2 separate regions of the Rattus norvegicus genome follow, and region 1 is linked to region 2. Evidence: chromatin contacts called from public Hi-C data. All regions are on one chromosome and are shown on one strand. Each heading gives the region's core, a stretch centred on a gene start, on an enhancer-like site or on the middle of the called end of the contact. The rest is flanking DNA. Distances are from core to core; before and after follow the strand shown. Region 1 overlaps LOC120095638 (a long non-coding RNA gene). Region 2 has its middle 49 kb from the start of Vps26c.

What was found. A called contact is a pair of places that touch in the nucleus more often than the background predicts.
Region 1: a Hi-C map of psoas muscle shows a contact between it and region 2, with 2.0 times the contacts expected there. The contact joins two enhancer-like sites. A contact is called at or near these places in 3 of 12 Hi-C or Micro-C datasets (liver and psoas muscle) and 1 of 1 datasets of contacts at active chromatin or transcription factors (oligodendrocytes).

Annotation. Positions count from the first base shown.
Region 1 is chr11:47,501,988-47,505,494 of GRCr8, forward strand. The region is part of intron 2 of LOC120095638 (a long non-coding RNA gene); the gene reads left to right. Among named protein-coding and RNA genes, the nearest start is that of Dyrk1a, 120 kb to the left of the region's middle. Within about 2 kb of position 1,599, at least 9 of the 93 cell types and tissues checked have an H3K27ac peak or open chromatin away from gene starts, as enhancers often do.
Region 2 is chr11:47,260,710-47,263,930 of GRCr8, forward strand. No RefSeq gene overlaps it. Among named protein-coding and RNA genes, the nearest start is that of Vps26c, 49 kb to the right of the region's middle. Within about 2 kb of position 1,507, at least 41 of the 93 cell types and tissues checked have an H3K27ac peak or open chromatin away from gene starts, as enhancers often do.

The DNA.
Region 1 (3,507 bases), core at 349-2,848, 240 kb after region 2:
ACCCTGGGGTTGGGGATTTAGCTCAGTGGTAGAGTGCTTGCCTAGCAAGCTCAAGGCCCTGGGTTCTGTCCCCAGCTCCAAAATAAAAGAAAAAAAAAAATAACCCCACCCAAGTAAAACAACATACAAAAAAAGTAAAAAACAAAACAAAACAAAATCCCCTCCCCCTCAAAAAAAAAAAAAAAACAACCCAATAAGGAAAAAATACCCAAACAACAATATTCAACACATAAAACATGGAAGTCTGTTTTGCCTTGGCCAAGTACTCCTAGGCAAGGGGTCTGCCCTGGAGTGTGGTTGATGTAGCCACTGTCACTCCTTTGAGGACCCCTTCCTACCCCCCTCCCCCCCAGAGCTGGGGACCAAATCCAGGGCTTTGCATTTGCTAGGCAAGCGCTCTACCACTGAGCTAAATCCCCAACCCCTTGAGGACCCTTCTCAACACCTATCACTTGAGATAGCTTCCTGGTCAGGGCGGGGCTTTCGGCTCAGGGGCGGGGCTTTCAGCTCAGGGGCGGGACTTGGGTTCACTTCCCCTCTTAGTGTTGGGACCCGGTCTGGCTTGACTCCTGTGCAGGGTTTCCGTGAACTGTGCTGTCTGAGTTCACATGTGCATCGGTTCTGCTGTGTCTGGAAGATGCTGGTTTTTTGGGAGTCAGCCTCTTGCTCTTCCACTCTTTCTGTCTTTTCCTCTGAGTAGATCCCTGGGCTTTGAGGGAAAGGAGTCTGATGAAGACATCCCAGTTAGGGCGGAGTGCTCTGGTCTCTCCCTCTCCGCACACTGCCCGGTGGTGTATTAGTCACCATCTGCTGCAAGAGGAAGCTTCTCTGACCTTAGTGGCAGCTGTCTGATCCGGGGACTTTTGATAGGCGTGTTGGAAATAAGAGCTAAAATAATGATGGACTCAGTCTACCAGGAAAGTTGGCCTGACATAAGCCCTTGCTTCCCAAGCATCCTATCTACTTCCTTTCATTAGGAGCCTTCAGACGGCTGCCTATGTCCTCTCCACTTCGGGAGGCAGCATCTTCACACACTAATGTCTGAGGTTATTAAAGTGTGCTCTGTGGGCCACCAAGCACCGGCAGCTGCAGAGGCCTGTGAAGTACGGCATCCCAGGCCCTCTTCTGATGGGCCTCATGGGTTTAGATTTCTGGGCGGAGGAATGTAGGGAATCTGCATTTGCTATCGTACATAACTCCTTGATTTGTGTGTGTGTGTGTGTGTGTGTGTGTGTGTGTGTGTGTGTGTGTGTGTGTGCACGCGCACGCGCGCGCGCACGCGCGCGCGCACGCAGCATCTTAACAAGTGGAGCTGAGCTCCGAGCCTCCCCCCTCCCCTGCAGTCCCTAAATGGGGAATATTATTTTCAGAGCTCTGAGGGGATACGTCTGAATTCCTTCGGTCTGAGTGGCGTGGCCATGTGTGTGTGTCTTTATAAGGCCAGGGCACTGACAAAAGATAACCACAGGTGGATTCGGCGTGCTGCTTCTAAAGATAGCAACGTCAAATCCTGCGGATGACTCTGTAGGCCTGAATGTGTTCTTAGCTGCACAGCCTTATATAGAGAGGCGAGGCCCCAGGATGGATCTGTGGACGCGCGCTCTGAAGCTCCCGGGCTCTCAGAACTGAGATACGTCGTTCTCAGCAGCTGACGCCGTATGCTGTGACTATCTTTGGAGCAGGCCCAGGCATGTTTAGTGCACAGCTGACGGGTGTTTGTGGACAGCTGAACTGTTACTGTTGCCAACATCTGGAGTGGATGAGATGGGAAGGGAGACCCGCAGTGATTCTGGGTTCTGGGGAAGATGGAGCAGTGATGGTGTGGTAGATAGGTTAGTGGGTGAGCCAGGGATGGTGTGTGTGGTAGATAGGTTGGATGGGTCATGCTGGGCAACCACCCTACCATGCTCTAACGTTGTGTTCTCGACGCCGGTGTCCTATCCTTTATTTTATTCAAAGCACTCCTGCCCCTCTGGTGTAAATGTCTGTGTGTTTTGGTTTGACTCTCAAACGCTCAGAAGTTAAAGGCTTTAGCACCAGCCTGGAGCACTGGTGAGGGCACTGGTGAGGGGCTCTGGTACTTTCAGGAGGTGCGGCCCCATAGAAGGCCTGCGATGCTTCTGGAACTCCCACCCAGAGCCCGCTGGCTGTGCCTTCCATAGGGCCCTGCTGTCTTTTGGGAAAGGCACACACAGCATGGGCTGGGGTTTAGCAGGAAAGCGGGTGGGAGAGGAGAGAGGGGAGAGGAGGGAGGGGAGGGGAGGGGAGAGGAGAGGAGAGGAGAGGAGAGGAGAGGAGAGGAGAGGAGAGGAGAGGAGAGGAGAGGAGAGGAGAGGAGAGGAGAGGAGAGGAGAGGAGAGGAGAGGAGAGGAGAGGAGAGGAGAGAGAGGTAAAGACAGGCGCAGATCGCAGATCAAGAGAAAGCATACCTAGGGCTGACTGACTCAGCGATCACCTGGGAGATGGGTCTCTGCGTGCACCTGAGGGGATTCTTGATTACGCTCACACAGAGAGCGAAGCCCACATTTTAACTGTGGGTGAGACCGTTCCCTAGGCAGAGGAGATTGGACTGTATTAAATGGAGAACAATATTAGATGTTCCTTCTTCCGTTTCCGGACTGTGGGTGCCCTGTGACCAGATGCCTCGAGCTCTTGCTGCTGTGGCTCCCTGCCTATGGACCCTCCTTGAACTGAACTTCGGGGAGAGGAAACTTTCCCTCTGGAATCTTTTTTTTTTTTTTTGCATGGTGTTGTAACTAAGGTAGACACCGCGGCTGGCTCTACTTCCTTACTTGTGACTAGTGCAGAGCTAAACTTTGTGCAAGTGTCTCCGAGACAGGGCATGCATGCTCTGGGTGTCTGCCCAGGGGTGGCAGCGGGTCATGTGGTAGTTCTATTTTTAGCTTTTTGAGGACGCTTCACACTGATTCCACAGCGGGTGCACCAGCTTAACCCTTTACCCACTCTGCGCCCGGCCTCTTCCTCCATAGCTCCAGCAGCATTTAATGTTATTGCCTTCCCTGATTTTAGCCATTCTGACGGGAGAGAGACATAAACCTGAAGTCAGCTTTGATTTGCGTTCCCCTGATGGCTAAGGATACTGAACACTTGGAAATATTCATTGACTGTATTTCTTCTTTTGAAAACATTCTGTTAAGTTCGTTAGCTGGTTTACTGGCTGGAAGGTTGGTTTGTGTGTTTAATTTTTAAAGCTCTTTATGTTAATCACGAGTCTGGAGTCTAGCTGGCAAAGGTATTCTTCCGCTGTGTAGGCTGACTCTCTACCCTTTGTTGTGAGAAGTTTAACACAATCCCAACTTAATTATTGTGGTTCTTTCAGGGAGGGAGGAAGGAAGGGGAGGGGAGAGGGAGGGGGGAGAGAGGGAGGGGGAGAGAGGGAGGGGGAGAGAGGGAGAGGGAGAGAGGGAGGGAGAGAATATGCATGTAGGTCACAAAAGGAGTTCTTAAGCAGTGGTGGGCAGAGGGGTCTAGAACTCATGTGACATG
Region 2 (3,221 bases), core at 257-2,756:
GCTCCGAAAAAAAGAACCAAAAAAAAAAAAAAAAAAAAAAAAGAAGAAGAAGAGGAATGGGGCTGGAGAGATGGCTCAGTGGTTAAGAGCACCGACTGCTCTTCCAGAGGTCCTGAGTTCAAGTCCCAGCAACCACACAGTAGTTCACAACCATCTGTAATGAGGCCTGATGCCTTCTTCTGGTGTGTCTGAAGACAGCGACAGTGCACTCATAAAAATAATAAATATTTTTTAAAAAATAATAATGTTGGCTAGCCCCCTGGAAATCTTTAACCTATCACAGTACAGACATGCTAATTCCAGATGAACCAGTCCTAAATATGAACGGTAAGATAATGTTTTCCTTCAAGACAACAGGTTTCTTGGAAAACGATAAAGTTGGATCCTACTTCAGGGTTGAGCTCCTGAAAAGTGAAAAGACAAGCCATGTAGTAGAAGAGACAAAGACAGAACAGCGATTCCACAAGCACACAGGTGGTTCATACACATCCCGATTCAAGATAAAACCTTTCCAGGATGATGCTGTACATTTTCCTGAGCTTGCTGGATACATAGACTTGAGTATCATCTACCTTTGTGAGGGTGAAGGTCTGGCGCCCTGGAGTCCACTCCATCTGACCTAACCAACAAGGTCACTTAGTATGTTTTCAGAGGTTCTGTAAACCAGTCTTCAGGTTGTTACATGGATACTACACAGTGAGTTCTATGTTCAGAGGTGTCTATCACGTTGGGAGTGCAGAATCATCAGAAATAACCAGAGAACCTCAGGGCCTTGCCTGCCTGAAGGAGACACAGCTGGTTTGATAGGCCTTTCACATTTAAAATAGTAAGGTCTCCCGGCACTGCTTAGATGATTTTCTGCTGAATGAACTTCTTTCCAGCACCCTCTGGCTAGGAACCTCACCCTTGCTGGCCATGAAAGGACAGGGTCCACTAGTCTCTGAGCTAGGGACACAGCCTTGTTGAGATGGGCTCTTCAGAGTTCTAGGGAGCCTCTGCATCTTGGCATGAAGCAGGAAGCTTCTGTGTGAGTACATGATGCTGACCCCATGCTGGAGTAACTCGTCTTGTCCCCTGAGCAGGTAATGGGCCAGGCCTGGGGCCTTGTCAAGAACCTTCCAAGCAGAGTGGAAATTGCCATCATCTATGGCACAGGGTGCTTCAAAAAGAGAAGCTTGTGCTTTTGTGTCAAATAGTGTCATTGTTTTCAGCAAATACCTTGAGGCTCTATTGAATAAATACCAGTCTGCTTCCTGAGGTCTTCCTCTGTATTTAAGAAATTATGTATGAAGGCATTCTGCTGAATTCCTTTAGTCTCTATTTCAGCTTCTATTTATTTGTTGTGATAGAACAGTCTTAATTTAGATCTTCCTGCCACCAGTTCCAAGAAATCTGCCACCAGCTCCAAGTTTCGTGTCCTGAAGTGCCACCCCATTCCAGTGGGGTGAGCCAGCAGCCTCTGAAAAGAGAAGGCAGTGAAACAGATGGGCATTGTACTTCCAGACGCTGGCTGCCACCCAGCGCCAGCAGGACTCCAGCTTTCTTCTAGCCTCTGGGGAGGCTGCATTGCTTTGCTTCCAGAGGCACAACTACCACAGTCACTAACCTGCCAGACAGAAAACTGAAGCCAAGCCCTTCCCACTTCCTGGGCTTTCAGGCACTGAGGGACAGTGTCCTCTAACCACTGTACATCTGACAGGTCCTGGTTCCTCTGCCTTGCATGTGCCTTGCAGGGGCTTTGGAATACCCAGCTGCCCACTCCCCCCACCCTCCCAGAGCAAACCAAGTGGCCCTGGACTCCATGATGGCTACATAATATTGACCTGCCATTATTCATTCAACCATCAAATATGCCACAGTTCTAGTACCCCAGTTACAACAGAATAGACAAGAGCATTACAATAGCAGAGGCTGACGTCAAGTAGGACGGTAAAACACGTGATATGATCCTGGTAATCCAGAGAAGAATGGAACCAGGAAGGGGAGAAGAGGGGGTGGGGGCAGTAGGTGAGGTAGGGTTTCAGCTTTGGACAGAGGCCCAGGAATCAGCCCTTGATAGCAGCTAGGAAGAAGGGAGGAGGGAGTGGAGGTGATGAGAGTGGGCAGACTTGGGGTCATGAGGGAAGCTGCTAGCACAGCAAAACCTGCTGGTGTATTTAGTGAGTTCTTTAGAAGTGGGAGCTGTTGTTAGGGACAGAGTGAGGTGCTAGAGCACAGCGGCCTAACACCAGCAATGAAGCAGTTCCACAGAGCTCTTCTTAAATGTTAGTACACGTGACCTTACACTCAAGGAACCTAACAGCTAAGCAAAGAATATACCTAACACACTATTGCTCTTACCAGCCCTCTGAACTCATGCTTCCAGTCCTTTCCCTTTCAGTTCTTGTCTTCTGGGCTGGCACAGTTGGTCTGCCCTGCACTCACAGCTGCCTGCTCCTATTTGCCCCCACACACTGCTCTTTCTGAACATAGCCAGTGCCTACTCAGCAGCCAGGCCCCCTCCTACCACACTGTCCTTTCAGTGTGGGACCTTCACAGCCCATCTCATCGTTCAAGCTTGTGGGTGATGAAAATGCGTGCCTTGCTCATAGCTGCTCAGCAAACATCCCAAAGTACACAGATGACATAGGATAGAAACCACATAACACAAAACTGGTGGCCTTCACATCCAGTGAGCCTAGTGAGCCTGGCCCTCATCTGGCTTTTCTCACAGTACCAGACTCGGTCTGCCCGTCTTCCAGCATCATTTTAACTGAAACTTTGGGAATATTAAACCCACTGTTTTCAAGTGTCATGGCATTTAAGTGCCCTTTTCATACCCATTTAACAGATGCAGAAACAAACCTCAAAGTTTAAATAACTTCCCCGAAGTAATACCTGAGTTCAGGCTTGCACATACTGAGCAAACTCACTCACTGCTCTGACCATTCATCTTCTGACTGCTGCTCCCCTCCAAGCCCAAATCAACTTCTCTCCTTAGACACTCCTAAAGTCAGAGTGCAGTCCACTGCTGCCTGGCCCCCACACAGCTTCCATGGCATCTGACCCATATGAGACTGTACATGCTTAGGGAGTTACAGCTTCCTAACCATGCTGCCTATTCTCAGGCTGGTTTGCATTTTTCCTGACTCCTTGCTGTCTTTCTTTGCACTTTGTATTTCCATGTGTGCCTCTTGTTTGTTCCCGTGGGCTCCTCCCAGCCTCCAAAGCAAAGTTGCCTT